Linked DNA regions of Sus scrofa: region 2 is linked to region 1. Evidence: chromatin contacts called from public HiChIP or PLAC-seq data. All regions are on one chromosome and are shown on one strand. Each heading gives the region's core, a stretch centred on a gene start, on an enhancer-like site or on the middle of the called end of the contact. The rest is flanking DNA. Distances are from core to core; before and after follow the strand shown.

Evidence for each region. HiChIP or PLAC-seq counts read pairs in DNA pulled down with a chosen protein or histone mark.
Region 2: an H3K27ac HiChIP or PLAC-seq map of alveolar macrophages shows a contact between it and region 1. The contact joins two enhancer-like sites. A contact is called at or near these places in 1 of 47 Hi-C or Micro-C datasets (embryonic fibroblasts) and 1 of 2 datasets of contacts at active chromatin or transcription factors (alveolar macrophages).

What each region holds. Positions count from the first base shown.
Region 1 is chr2:24,624,963-24,631,413 of Sscrofa11.1, reverse strand. It overlaps a transcript of TRAF6 not described here. Among named protein-coding and RNA genes, the nearest start is that of TRAF6, 20 kb to the right of the region's middle. Within about 2 kb of position 2,468, at least 4 of the 83 cell types and tissues checked have an H3K27ac peak or open chromatin away from gene starts, as enhancers often do. A contact at or near this core is called in alveolar macrophages, where this site is marked.
Region 2 is chr2:25,257,988-25,264,438 of Sscrofa11.1, reverse strand. It overlaps LOC102157601 (a long non-coding RNA gene), which reads left to right. Exons shown (of 7, transcript XR_001306887.2): 2 at 1,291-1,464. Among named protein-coding and RNA genes, the nearest start is that of LDLRAD3, 110 kb to the right of the region's middle. Within about 2 kb of position 3,633, at least 11 of the 83 cell types and tissues checked have an H3K27ac peak or open chromatin away from gene starts, as enhancers often do. A contact at or near this core is called in alveolar macrophages, where this site is marked.

The DNA of each region.
Region 1 (6,451 bases), core at 1,219-3,718:
TGTGCTGCAATGAACTGTTGTTAGTGCAGGGTGTAGGGGAATTTTGTGCTTTGATAAACACTATGCATTATCTAGTTTAGAGGACAGCCTTGGGTTACTGGATTCTCACTCTCAGGAAGCTACTTTACAGCTCTGTCCTATAGATACTGAAAGCAATGCAAAATAATTCTTGTTTCTGGAAACAAAAATTATGTCCTGGGGGAGAGGATTGCTTGACTTTCCTCTTCTAGCAAGTAGATTCTTGTTTTTCCTCCATTTGGACATTCATGTAAATATTCTTGGTCTCTAAGTGTGTCTGTCCTTTGGATTCTCCAGGTTACAGCATCTGCCGGGTTCCCTCATTAAGAGTTAAATAAAATAGCACACACTCATTTGCTATCTGTATGAGAGCCATAATTTGACTCTTCTTTGAAAATTCTCCTTTAATGAAGTCCAGGATCATAGTAGAGATCTCTGATTCCTTTCCTTGAAAGCTCATAGTCCAATTAAGAAGAAAATGTCCCCAGTAATTCTCTGAGGTATTAGGAAATCTCCGTCCCTCTTCTCCCCATACCCTACCTGCCTCATTCAAGTAGCACACTACCTCTTTGCCTCAGGGGAGATAGATGGCAAAAGCCAAATCAAACAAGAGTTTGTAAATTGTTCTGGATTTTTTTTTTTTTTTTTGTCTTTTTAGGACCAAATCCACAGCACGTGGAAGTTCCCAGGCTAGGGGTTGAATCTGAGCTGCAGCTGCTGGCCTGCACCACAGCCACAGCAACACCAGATCCGAGCCAGGTCTGCGACCTACACGATAGCTCATGGCAATGCCAGATCCTTAACCCACTGAGTGAGGCCAGGGATCGAACCTGCATCCTCATGGATGCTAGTTGGGTACGTTACCACTGAGCCACAATGGGGACTCCTGGATCTTGTTTTACTAGCCCTTCAGTCCATAGAAGAATTCAGAGGAGCAGTGGAACCGGAGCTTTCCTTTAATAAAACTGACTACCTCAGGCTGAGTCAAGGAGAGAGAGGCAAGAACATCAGGAACAGCCAAGAGGCAAGACTGTGAGTGGGCAGGGGTGGGTGGGGTGGTGGCGTGAGGTGGGGGATGGGGCTGGAGCCCAGACTGGGTGGAACAAGAGCAAGGCACAGTCTGGAAGGCCCCACTAACCCCAGTGGACACTTGACTGTGTGTGTATGTGTACTTGGCCTCTAGCCTTCTGGGCTACTTTAAATCCTCAGATCTTGACTCTGGAGGCAAGGCATTGTGATAAACCCATTTGTGCTCTGGGGACTATATTTTATAAGTGAAAAAAGAACAGAAAATATCAGAATGCATCAGATGTACTAAAAGCAAGTGTTTGATAAACCTTTCATGTTAGGTGGGTACATATTATTTATTCATTTATCTCTATCTAGTCTAATTTATTGTGGGTAGTGAAAAAAAAATTCCAAAAACATGGACCCTAAAGGCATAAAAAACAGTCAATTTCAATTCTATTACTCTAATTGTATTCAGAAAACCTGCCTTACTTCCTTTCCATCTTTCACAATGGCTCCAAAGGAATCTCAAATCAGTTGGAAATAAATTCTACGTTCAGGCTCCTAACTAGTCTAAGAAGGAATGACTAGTTACCATCCTTAAGCCCTTTCGGTGGGGCTTTGTCTACTTTATCTAGACACCTCAAGTGAAATGACCAGCCTGGGCAAAGGAACTAAGGATTAAGACGAAGAGGCCAGACCTCCTCAGACAGAACTCGCGCTCTATTTTTAAATCACCCTCTGCCAGTCAGGATAGAGCAGCTAGGAGGAAAGTGGGGTAAGAAGGGGAAGGATTATTTTTCAGGATTTGGAGATCTATTTTTCAGTGCAGTTCTATTATTTAGCTTTCCGTAGCATAAATTCTGTGAAGATCAGACTTGCTGACCCACTTTTATATTAAAATGTACAAAACCCTACCCAGCCTAGCAAAAACTTTGTGATTATGCATCATTTTCTGCCAAGGCTACAACCATCACTTTACGAAGTAATCCTACCCCTGCTGGTCCTTGTACAAAAGTTAGTTTTGAGACTATGACAACACTGTAACAGACATCTGTAAGAATGGACTAGATGTGTTGTTAAAACCTGAAAACTGCCTGAGAAGACAAAACAGTCTAGTCATTCAAGCAACTCTTAATTTAGCTTATCTTGCAAGACAAGTGAGGCTAACTTGACCTATGTCACTTCTTGCTTATGCCTCTGAAAACCATAAGCGAAACTTAAACTGTTCCCCCAAATTGATAATAAACACTAACCAATTCTCTTTCATTTAAGAAAATTCTAATACTGTAAACAATAACTATTAACAAAAAAAACACTGTCCCCAAGCTAGATAAGCTGCATTATAACAATACACTTCTGAGCTGCATTCCAGGTTTTGGTTCAAATGCTCCCAGTTTGCAAACCTTTGGTGCATGTGCAATAAACTTTTACCAATTACCACTTCAATGATTCATTGGTTTTACTTCTGTTTTTTCCTGAACTTTTGACAGTGTCAAATGTAACCCAAGAGGCAGAATTTTTTTTTAAATTTCTATAGCTTATTCTGGGATTAATAACTACTTCACTTTTGAATATTTAATTTAAAAATAAAGGTGGGGTTTTATAAAGCAATTACATGTCTTACCAGCTTTCACATTCCACGTAGGGAAATTAAGTCTATTTTAGAAGAAATAGGGGTTGACCCTTTGAAAGCTTATTAAAAATGATTTTAACTGCCCCACAAGAGACAGCCATTACTTCAAAACTTATCCATGGAGCATCTGAACGCTAAGGAGGGGCGGGGAGAACACAGCGCAGAAACTGGTGAGAACTAAGGCTTCTCATTTACCTGTTTCACAATAAGTTCAACCAGTTGTCTGGTTTCACACTCTCACTAGTTTCTTTCCCCTTGGGCCTAATTTTGTTTTGCGAAATGCAGTCTTTCAGGCTCTGGGGCAGAAACCACAGCCTAAACCAAGGACTAGAATGAATCCTCATTTATTATTTCCTGAAAGGGCAGAACATTAATTTCATTTCAAGTGAAAATTAGTGCCTATGATTTTTTCCTCCCTATTAGTGAGTTACAGAGTCTCCAAAATAGAAAAAAGACAAAAATTAAAGCAGTCTTACTAAAAAACAGTTGAAATATCCGTATTTCATTTTATTTAGAGTACTTGTGGGGTAAAGATACTGGTGTAATGTAGAGGCTAAGAAAGTATCAACAACCAACAGGAGGGGTAGGCATGTCAGTCTGGCATGTGTTTTCTTCTAAGTTAATATTCAACGAGGTGCCAATCAGGGAACACGGTTTGGATCATATCCTTGCAACCAAGATGTGGTCTAAGGTTAAAAACTCATGCCTTTGAGAGATAAACGTGAACCTACATTCATCACACGGGTTTAGAAACAAGGCACCTGATCGACTACATGGAGCACAGAGACCCTGTTTAGCCCTTGGTTGACCCTGCAATTCAACTGTATGGACCTGACGGAGACAGCCCATGGCTGAGCTGGCAGAAGCAGGGCTGTTCCATGCTGTGCGTGGTGGGGGTCGGGGAGCAGGGCAGGGTGTGTGGCAGTTAAGTCAGGATGGCTTCCCCACCCTTTCACACAGCCTGTTCTTAAACTGAACATTGATTTTCAGTCTTTGTAGGATAAATGTCTACCTCCTTCCCCTTTTCATTCACCCCTTCACAAAACACAGTATTTCAGAGTCCAGATGGGTTAGGAAAACCACTCACAAATTCTGTGGCACTAGTAAGCTTTAAGCAACAGCAAATTTTTTGTCTTTTTAGGGCCGCACCGTGGCATAGATCCCAGGCTGGGGATCAAATCAGAGCCACAGCTGCGAACCTATGCCACAGTCACAGCAACGCAGGGTCTGAGCCGTCTGTGACCTACACCACAACGCTGGATTCTAAACCCACCGAACGAGGTCAGGGACCAAACCTGCATCCTCACGGATATTATGTCAGGTTCTTAACCTACCGAGCTGCAACAGGAACTCAACAGCAAGCTTTTTGCTAAGATGCTTTGACCACTGCCTGTGCTTTAATTTTTCAGAAGTCAGAGTTCATTCCATAGCTTGTCATGCAGTTAGACATAAAGTATATATATTCTTTAAATAAAGTGTCTTTCTTAAAAGACCTAAGCACTAATAAACGCTACCCATTACTTAATAATATCAAATTTCAAATTCTAGTCCTAACTTTACAAATAGATAAATGGACGCAAAGAGAAGTGATCTGCCAATGGTCAGTCGGGAATAAAGTCTACATCTCCTAGCTCCTAACTGAGTGGTTTACACACTAAATTACCCTGCCTCTTCAAGTCCTCTGGGAACATAATCCTGGAACCTTGTTTATGCAAAATGGGCCCAAAATTACATTCTCACCAGAGAAATTAATTGGATAATTTATCAAGTGTGAAAATAACATTAGAATATTTTGCACAACTGATCAAAGACTTTCAAATAATTCTATTATAAAAAAAAAATCCCTTCAGGCAAAATACATTAAGACTGAAATTCAGCGTGACAGAGTTTAAAACTAGCTTAAAGTAAGGACCACAATTTCAGCTATAATGCAAACATCACAGGTTTCCCCAGAGTTTAAGACTACTTGTTTAAAGCTGTTCAATTATCTTAGCAGTGTGATTTTTAAAGAGAAACCAAAGCTGATGAAGTTTCTTTAAAGTAGTATATACTTTCTTAAAAACAACAAGGTCCTACTGTATAACACAGGGAACTATATTTGATATCCTACAATAGACCATAATGGAAAAGGATATGAATAAGAATATATGCATATGTATAACTGAATCACCTTGCTGTACAGCAGAAATCAATACAACATTGTAAATCAACTACACTTCAATAAAACTTTTAAAAAGCAGTCTCTCTTAAATAAGGCAAATGTAACAAAATGTTATTTATAAGATTCTAGGTAGTGGATGGTCACCATATAATTCTTTCAACAATTCTGCATGTTTGAAAATTTTCACAGTAAAGTGCTAGGGGGAAAAAGCAAAAAGAAAATGTATTCCTTACCACCTAAAACTTACATGATAATAACCTGCCAAAAAGTGGTGTGCTACAACCAGTATTTTCACTAAATGTGCATTAATAGTATTTGAGTGTGCGCCAGGCATTGGGCTAAGTCTGGGGTTTCAGTGCGGACAGACCTTGCCCCTGCTGCCCAGAGCTGGGTTCTCTTCAGGGCTAGAGTGGAACAACTCCTTTCTGCAGACTCAAAGATAGCAACTGTGAAGCTAAGTACAGCTTATCACATGCACTTGGCAATTTTTTAAAGAAAGCATTTCAAAGGAAAAACACAAATAACTATTTATTGTCCCTTTTTCGTTTCCTTAAGGCACTGCACTCTTTAGGGTCTATGCAAATAGGCATCACAAAAAAACCCTGATGGTATTTCACTTAAAGCAATGAGAATTTAACAGGCAAAACAGGAAAAGAGCAGCAGTAACTGAATAAAGGAAAAGTATTTTAAAGCCTTAAGTTAGAAAACTCTAATAATTAAAAATGTTTTCTAATTGCATGCATAATTCATAAACATGCTTAGTTTACCTAAGATATATGGTATAAAAACAGTAATGGAGGACAATTTTATACCTGCCACAAAAATTAACTGCCAAAGACCATCCAACATTTCTGCTACGGTCCATCATTGGGGGCAAAAAATCACTTTTCATTCTATTTTACCTTTTCCTATTCTATTTTTTCTCCCTCCAATAAAAGTTGAATCATTTTGTCATATACCCAGAAACTGTCATTACTGCAATAAACAAAGGATAATAAAAACTACCAACCTACCAATCAACATCCTGACTTGTTCTCCAATAGCAAAGGGGTATGATCTGCAGCAAGTTCCATACAACTTTGGGTTGGACACCTCTGGGAAAAGAGGAAACAATTTCCTTTTAATTTAGCAATGTCCTAAGAAAAATGTTAAAAGGTAAACAAAATATAAACCTGCAGCCCCCAAACTTGTGAGCCAACTGGGTGAAACCAGCATGTTTCAGAGTGGGGCAGGAGGCTTGAAGAGTGTAAGGAAGAGACCCACTTTCCAGCTAAGACCTGAGTCTGAGTTGAAGTCAACAGAAGTTCCTATCTGCAAAGACAGTTTGACCATTACTTTTATTCCACCATATTCACAATGAACAACCAATATAAAATAAGTGGCAGGTTTAATACAAATATTGGGGGTAAAAAGACTGCTTGTTCAAATTAAGAGGAGACCCTAAATTGACAATAGATTGAAGTAAGGCACTATGTCAGCAAAAAAATAAGTTAAAACAATTTTTCTACTGTACACTTTTGTAAATATTGTCAACATTTTGCTGGTTAGAATTTCATTTGAAAACAGAATTTTATGGTTCCTGTGCACATAAGAAACATTTAATCCAACTCCTTTATTTTATAGATGGG
Region 2 (6,451 bases), core at 2,384-4,883, 630 kb before region 1:
GAGGTTCTCTCTCTCGGTCTCCCAGTTTGAAGGTGCTCAGTTCGTCTTGTGCATTGACCCATCTCTTTATTCCAGCTTAATGGATACATTTGTTTTCTGGACCAGGCCATTAAAAGGGGCATTTGTGTCTGGCCTCCAACAGCATTAACAGTGGACCATTCTCAAGTGCCTCACCTGGCACTTTAGCTTTGAACCTTCATGTGCACTCATGGGGGTATCAGTGTGGCAGGTAACAGCACAGGGGTGGGAGATGCCAGTGAGTGTGTGTGTACGCACACACGCACACAGGTGCTTAGGCGCATGCACAATGCCAGAGGGAAGTGTGCACACGTCAGGAAGAATAATGACTTGGCACCCCTCCAAACTGCTGCTCTTTAAATGTTAGGTCAGGAGTTCCCATTGTGGCTCAGCAGGTTAAGAACCCAACATAGTGTCCTTGAAGATATGGGTTCCATCCCTGGCCTCTGGGTTAAAGATCCAGTATTGCCATAAGCTGCAGTGTAAGTTGCAGGTACGGCTTGGATCCAGCATTGCTGTGGCTGTGATGTAGGCCAGCAGCTCCAGCTCCAATTTGACCTCTAGCTCAGGAACCTCCATATGCCACAGGTGCTGCCATAAAAAGAAAAAAATGAAAATAAAAAATATAAGGTCAAGGTTTATTTAGAGGATAGGGTGGTGTGCATCTTTCTGTGAGCGTGGTGAGAGGCAGTGGACACTGTGCCCCACTGGCACACCATACTCACACAGACAAAAGTCCTGACCCTCTTTTTAGAAAAGACCGTTTAGCAACCGTCTGTTGTTATTCCAACTTACTCTTTGGAGGTCTCACCCCACCCACTTCCAAATGGCTTTCAGAGTATTTCTTCCAACTCCACACAATTATGTCCCTGAAGGGAGTTTTTAAAGTACAATTTTTACCTCATTTCAATTTTAGTGAATTTTTACACCACTCCTCACCCCCAACAGACCAGTCATGTGTCATGTGTTACGTGCTTGTGTGTGCGTATCCTCAGGCTGGTGATTCAGTGATGAGTCTGTTCCCCATATAGAAAGTGTGTATGATATTCCACGTGGTCACAGGCTGTCTCCTACAGAGTTCATGCCCTTCCCAGTAAAAAAGAGACACAGGGAGGTATTTTCTTAGGAGATTATTAGATCCACTGGAATGTAACAAGAGCATTGAATAATGGTAAGGAATAAATATTCTTTACTTGCTGGAGCAGCCGTCTTTCCTCTGCCTCCTCCTTTTCAGCCCTTTCGTTAGCCGCCTCTGACCCTTTCTCTCCCAAGGACACAGGCGCATCATCCAAAGGAGCTCATGGACACACACGTGCCTGGAAGAGGCTGTCACCTGAGTGGTCCCCAGTTCTTACCATGATGTTGCGCACCTATCGAGGGCTTCTGTTTCTAGGAATGCTCAACACATACGGCCTTGAACTGGATTTACCCACCATCTCATTTCAGGTGGGTAAATGCACCAGAACAGCAAGACAGCCAGGTAACTGGGGGGAAAATGACTTCAGCCAATTGTTTGGCAGAGGTAAAATGGGACAACTACTAAGTCAATTGAATTATGTATTTTAAAAAGAGGTTTCATAGACATAGCTGAAATGAAATCTTCCTGCGACCTCAAGCTTAAGGTCCTTGTACCAAGACAACACACAAAGATTTGCTAAGGATGATGTAAGAGAGTGACATTTCCAATAATATGCTTCCAGTTAGATTCCTGTCCCAGCAGTGGTGGCCAGGTTCACCACACCTTTTGCCCAAGCTCCCCCTTTTTAAAATAGAGGTGGTTGGGTTCTCTTTTAAGTGAAATAATAGATTAGAATGCCTGGGTCTGGTATTTTTAAATTCATTTTAAACAACTTATATGCCCTGTTTGTCTATTTCCTCATCTCTAAGATGGTGATAATGATAGAACCTACCATTCTGGGTTCATGAGATGACCAATAAGATAATGCATAAAAGGTGCTTAAGACAGTGTCTGGCACATAGTAATCCCTCAAATAAGATAGTTATGAATAATATTAGGATTAATATAAATTGATTGATGAATATTTTCAAAAGGCTTTGAAAAGAAATTTGGTTATATCCAATCATTTAACTGAAAGAAACATGAACGTACAAAGTTTTTTGCGTAAGAGTGTCCATGTAGCCTTGTATGTAGTAGCAAAAATGTGGTAATGACCTAAGCGTCCATCAGCAGGAGACTAGCTAAGTAACTTAGAGTGCTTCCATATAGAGGAATAATCTACAGAAAATCAAGGGCGGATTTCTTACCGCCTGTTCAGTGCAGCCAACGAAGCTTTTGAAAATCACTGAGTCCTCTGTGTTTAGATTGGCAATCACATCTTTCCTTCCTGCAATCACAGAATATTCTCTGGGATGCTAATGAGATGATGATTTCCTTTTACTGGGAATAGTGGATTTGCCTCACTCAAGCCAAACTGAAGAGATACAAGCCCTGAAAAGGAAGGGATAGAGGGGCTTGGCTGAAAGATAACTGTAGTTCCTCGTACAATCTCATCATCTTCCTGTGACCTTCAAGTCATAGGGGCCGCCAGGTGGACCAAAAGAGTTAAGAGCCTGACTTTGGCCATGGAAACCCTTCTCCGAGTTTTCTAGCATGAGAGGAAGAAAAATTCACGTGCTGGGCCATGTTAAAATAGGGACAACGGAATGACATTCCTCTTCCCTGTGTTTCTCCAGTCCCAACCCTCAGTCTGCTGAGTGGGGTTTACCTGTTCACAGTAACCAAAAGCACTAGCTTGGGAATGGAGCTAGGCACCTCAGCTGCCTTGCCGCTTTCTAACCTCAGCTCCTCCAAAGAAAAGTCCTCATTGCTGCCCTGGGTGATTTCTGCCAGCCAGGAGCACTAATCACGATTCTCTTCCTCAGAACAGGAGCTGTCACTCTTCATCTGAGCTTCTTGTTTTGTTTGGGTTTTTTCTCTCTATCCCTGGGCTACTCTGTGCTTCCCCATTTTCTTTGCTGGGCAGGGCCCATTTTATTTCAATTTCTTGAAAGAAGAAGAGACAGCACAGGCCACAAGAAGGAGGAGAGTTGTAACCCTTACTCCTTGTTCCTGCAGACTCCATCTCCTATTATAGTGGGAGGTATAGATCCTTGTATATATCCTTGAGCTCTCCATTTTGACCTTGACCCTTCAGAGTTCTTCTTTGCCTTTTTAGAGGCACAAGGAGAAAGCTGGAGAGAAAACCTCTGCCCCCTCTAGAGGTTAGAGCATGCAGTGAACAGTGAGTTTGAAAGCACATTGAAAAGCAAGACACTGGAGACTTTTAGCAATGAAGAGCACGATGGTAGGACTGGCAGATTCAGGCCCCAAACTGCCTTGAAGAGAGATAGGGGTCCCTGGTTGCCTCTTAAGAGCTATTGTTCTTCATTGTAAGTCAAGTCTGACCTTTCCTCTTGCTCTCATTTCAGCACACTTTTTGATGAATATTGACACATATAAAGTGAGGCAAGACTGAATCCTTGATACCTCAGTTCTCTTGCCCCTGTGGCCAATTTCCCCATTAATAAGAACTGGAAATTGTGTTTCCCCATGCAGTGCCAAGCTAGGCCAGCAGGGGTCTGACATTAGTTGCTTTTCACCCACAGTGACTGACGTGTGGCTGTGTGAATTTGAAGTAAAGAGCTAACAGCCACAATTTGAGGTGGCAGAACTCATGGGTATACACTGTGCATCCATTTCTGTAGTAAGACTATAAACAGTTCAGCTTAGTGTAATTGCTTGTCTACAGTGAAGCGCTTGGCTTAATCCAGTTTTCATGTTTACCCAGAAAATATACTCTATAAGGGAACTACCTTAATCCAGGAGCTTAGACCTTCCTGATTTCTGTCCATAACAGTTCACCAATTGCTATTCATTCCCTAAAGAAGATGCCATCAATCATCAAATGACATGAAGTGCTAATGTTAATTTTAAAAAAGCAGTGTCTAAAAAAGCAAAATAAGTGTCTCCAACTTACAGATGCTATTGTAAAGAAAGACATGGGTTTAGTATTTCTGGATCTTTTTTTGGGGGGGGGTCTTCTTAGGGCTGCACCCAAGGCATATGGAGGGTCCCAGGCTAAGGGTCTAATCAGAGCTATGGCTGCTGGTCTACACCACAGCCACAGCAATGCAGGATCCGAGCCGTGTATGCGACCTATGCTACAGCTTATGGCAACACCAGATCCTTAACCCATTGAGCAAGGCCAGGGGTCGAACCCGCAACCTCATGGTTCCTAGTTGGATTTGTTTCCACTGCGCTGCGACGGGAACTCCTGGATCATTTCTTAAGTTTGGTATTTCAGACAGTGGGTCTTTATGTTTTTCTTGAATGTATTTTTATTGTGGATGACTATTAGTTCCAATAATTATTAAATACCTAAGGAAAGTATTGTGCTTTCAGCTTTCAAAGCCCTTTCACACATTACTTCATCTGGTCCTTTATTATACAAGAAAGAAATTACTAGTCTCATTTTAAAGCCAATGAAATTGAGGCTCAGAAAGATAAAGAGAGTTGCCAGAAATCACACAGCTGGTAGTGGGAAAGCCGACAATTTTCCATGCCAATGCAGCAATTAAAGCCCATGTATATTAAAGGACTTTTACATGTGCAGACATTTCTATAATGTAACCTTATTATGAATTGTCCTTTTTTCAGCAATTAACCTAATTTTACTTATTAGTATCTATTTATATCTGGTTGCTATGCTGTAAAGTAATAAGATTGTAATTTCCTTATATTATGGAATGCATGCTTTTCATTAAGTTGCACATTCCTTTCCTTCACATGGCCCTGTTCTGTGTTCTGCTCTTTGATGAGATGGCAGAAGCGGCAAGAATCCAGTCTTCCGGGATTCACAGATTCTCCCTATTTTGAACAGGCTACCTCTGCCAGACAGAGATGATTAAAACTTTTTTAATCATCAAAACAACATGAAGAGCTAAGTACTATTGTTTTTCCAGTTGAGAAAACAAGAACAGAGAGGCTATTAAGTGCTAGAGCTAAGATTTGTACCCAGGTGGCTTGGCCCACACCAGGTTCACTGTTACTGTGGGCACCCACACAACAGCTTCCAGCCAGCACAGAGGTAACAGGAAGGACTCTAGAATGTCCCCACAAGAAAGCCAGTGGTTTGAGGACTAAATGAAGAGGGGTATGCTGCTATACCTTGGAGAAGAGGAGAGAAATGGTACAGATTTTTTTTTTTTTTAAGTCCTGAATACAGATTTTTTTTTTTTTTTTTTTGTCTTTTTGCCATTTCTTGAGCCGCTTCCCATGACATATGGAGGTTCCCAGGCTAGGGGTCCAATTGGAGCTGTAGCCACCGGCCTACGCCAGAGCCACAGCAATGCAGGATCGGAGCCGCATCTGCAACCTACACCACAGCTCACGGCAACGCCGGATTGTTAACCCACTGAGCAAGGCCAGGGATCGAACCCATAGCCTCATGGTTTCTAGTCGGATTCGTTAACCACTGCGCCACGACGGGAACTCCATGAATACAGATTTAAAGGAACTTTATAGTCAATATTACGATTTTGATGTTAACCACTATGAGCTGCGCCGGTTTTGTCAAAATCCCTCCTCACTGTCTCCCCTCCCTTTTATTAGAAGTTCAGTGACCCCAGACGCAATTAAGGAAAAACACCTTGAGCCTAGTCATCTGTGGGAATCTACTCTGTGTGGAGCATTTTGTAGTGTCTCTGAAATGGGTCTTCAGGTAGTCTGTCTAACCAGGGCGCTGCTGTAGCCTCCCTGTCCCCCTGGGCCCTGGGAATATGCCCTGTCTCCCAGCTCCATCAGTGAGCCTGATTGCTCTAAGGGACCCTCCATCAGTCAGCAGTCAATGGTTCAGGATGAACACCAGATCTGGGACTTCTGGAAGATTTCCTCACATCTAGGAGAAAGCCATGAGAAAGCCCCAAGGCCCCAATTCTTTTCTTTCCCTAAGTGGTGTGTGAAAATTAATACATAAGAACTCATTTTTTTAAAGAGTTTTATTTTTTCCACTATAGTTGATTTACAGTGTTCTGTCAACTTCTGCTGTACAGCGAAGTGACCCAGTGATATAGATATATATGTGAATATATATATATATTCTTTTTCTCATATTATCCTCCATCATGTTCCATCACAAGTAACCAGACATAGTTCCCTGTGCTATACAGCAGGATCTCATTGCTCATCTACTCCAAATGCAGTACTTTGAATCTACTAACCCCAAACCACCATCCATCCCACTCCCTTCCCCTCCCTCTTGGCAACCACAAGTCTGTTCTCCAAGTCCATGAGTTTCTTTTCTGTGGAAGGGTTCATTTGTGCCATATATTAGATGCCAGATATAAGTGCTATCATACGGTATTTTTCTTTCTCTTTCTGACTTCACTTAGTATGAAAATCTCTAGTTCCATCTATGTTGCTGCAAATGGCATT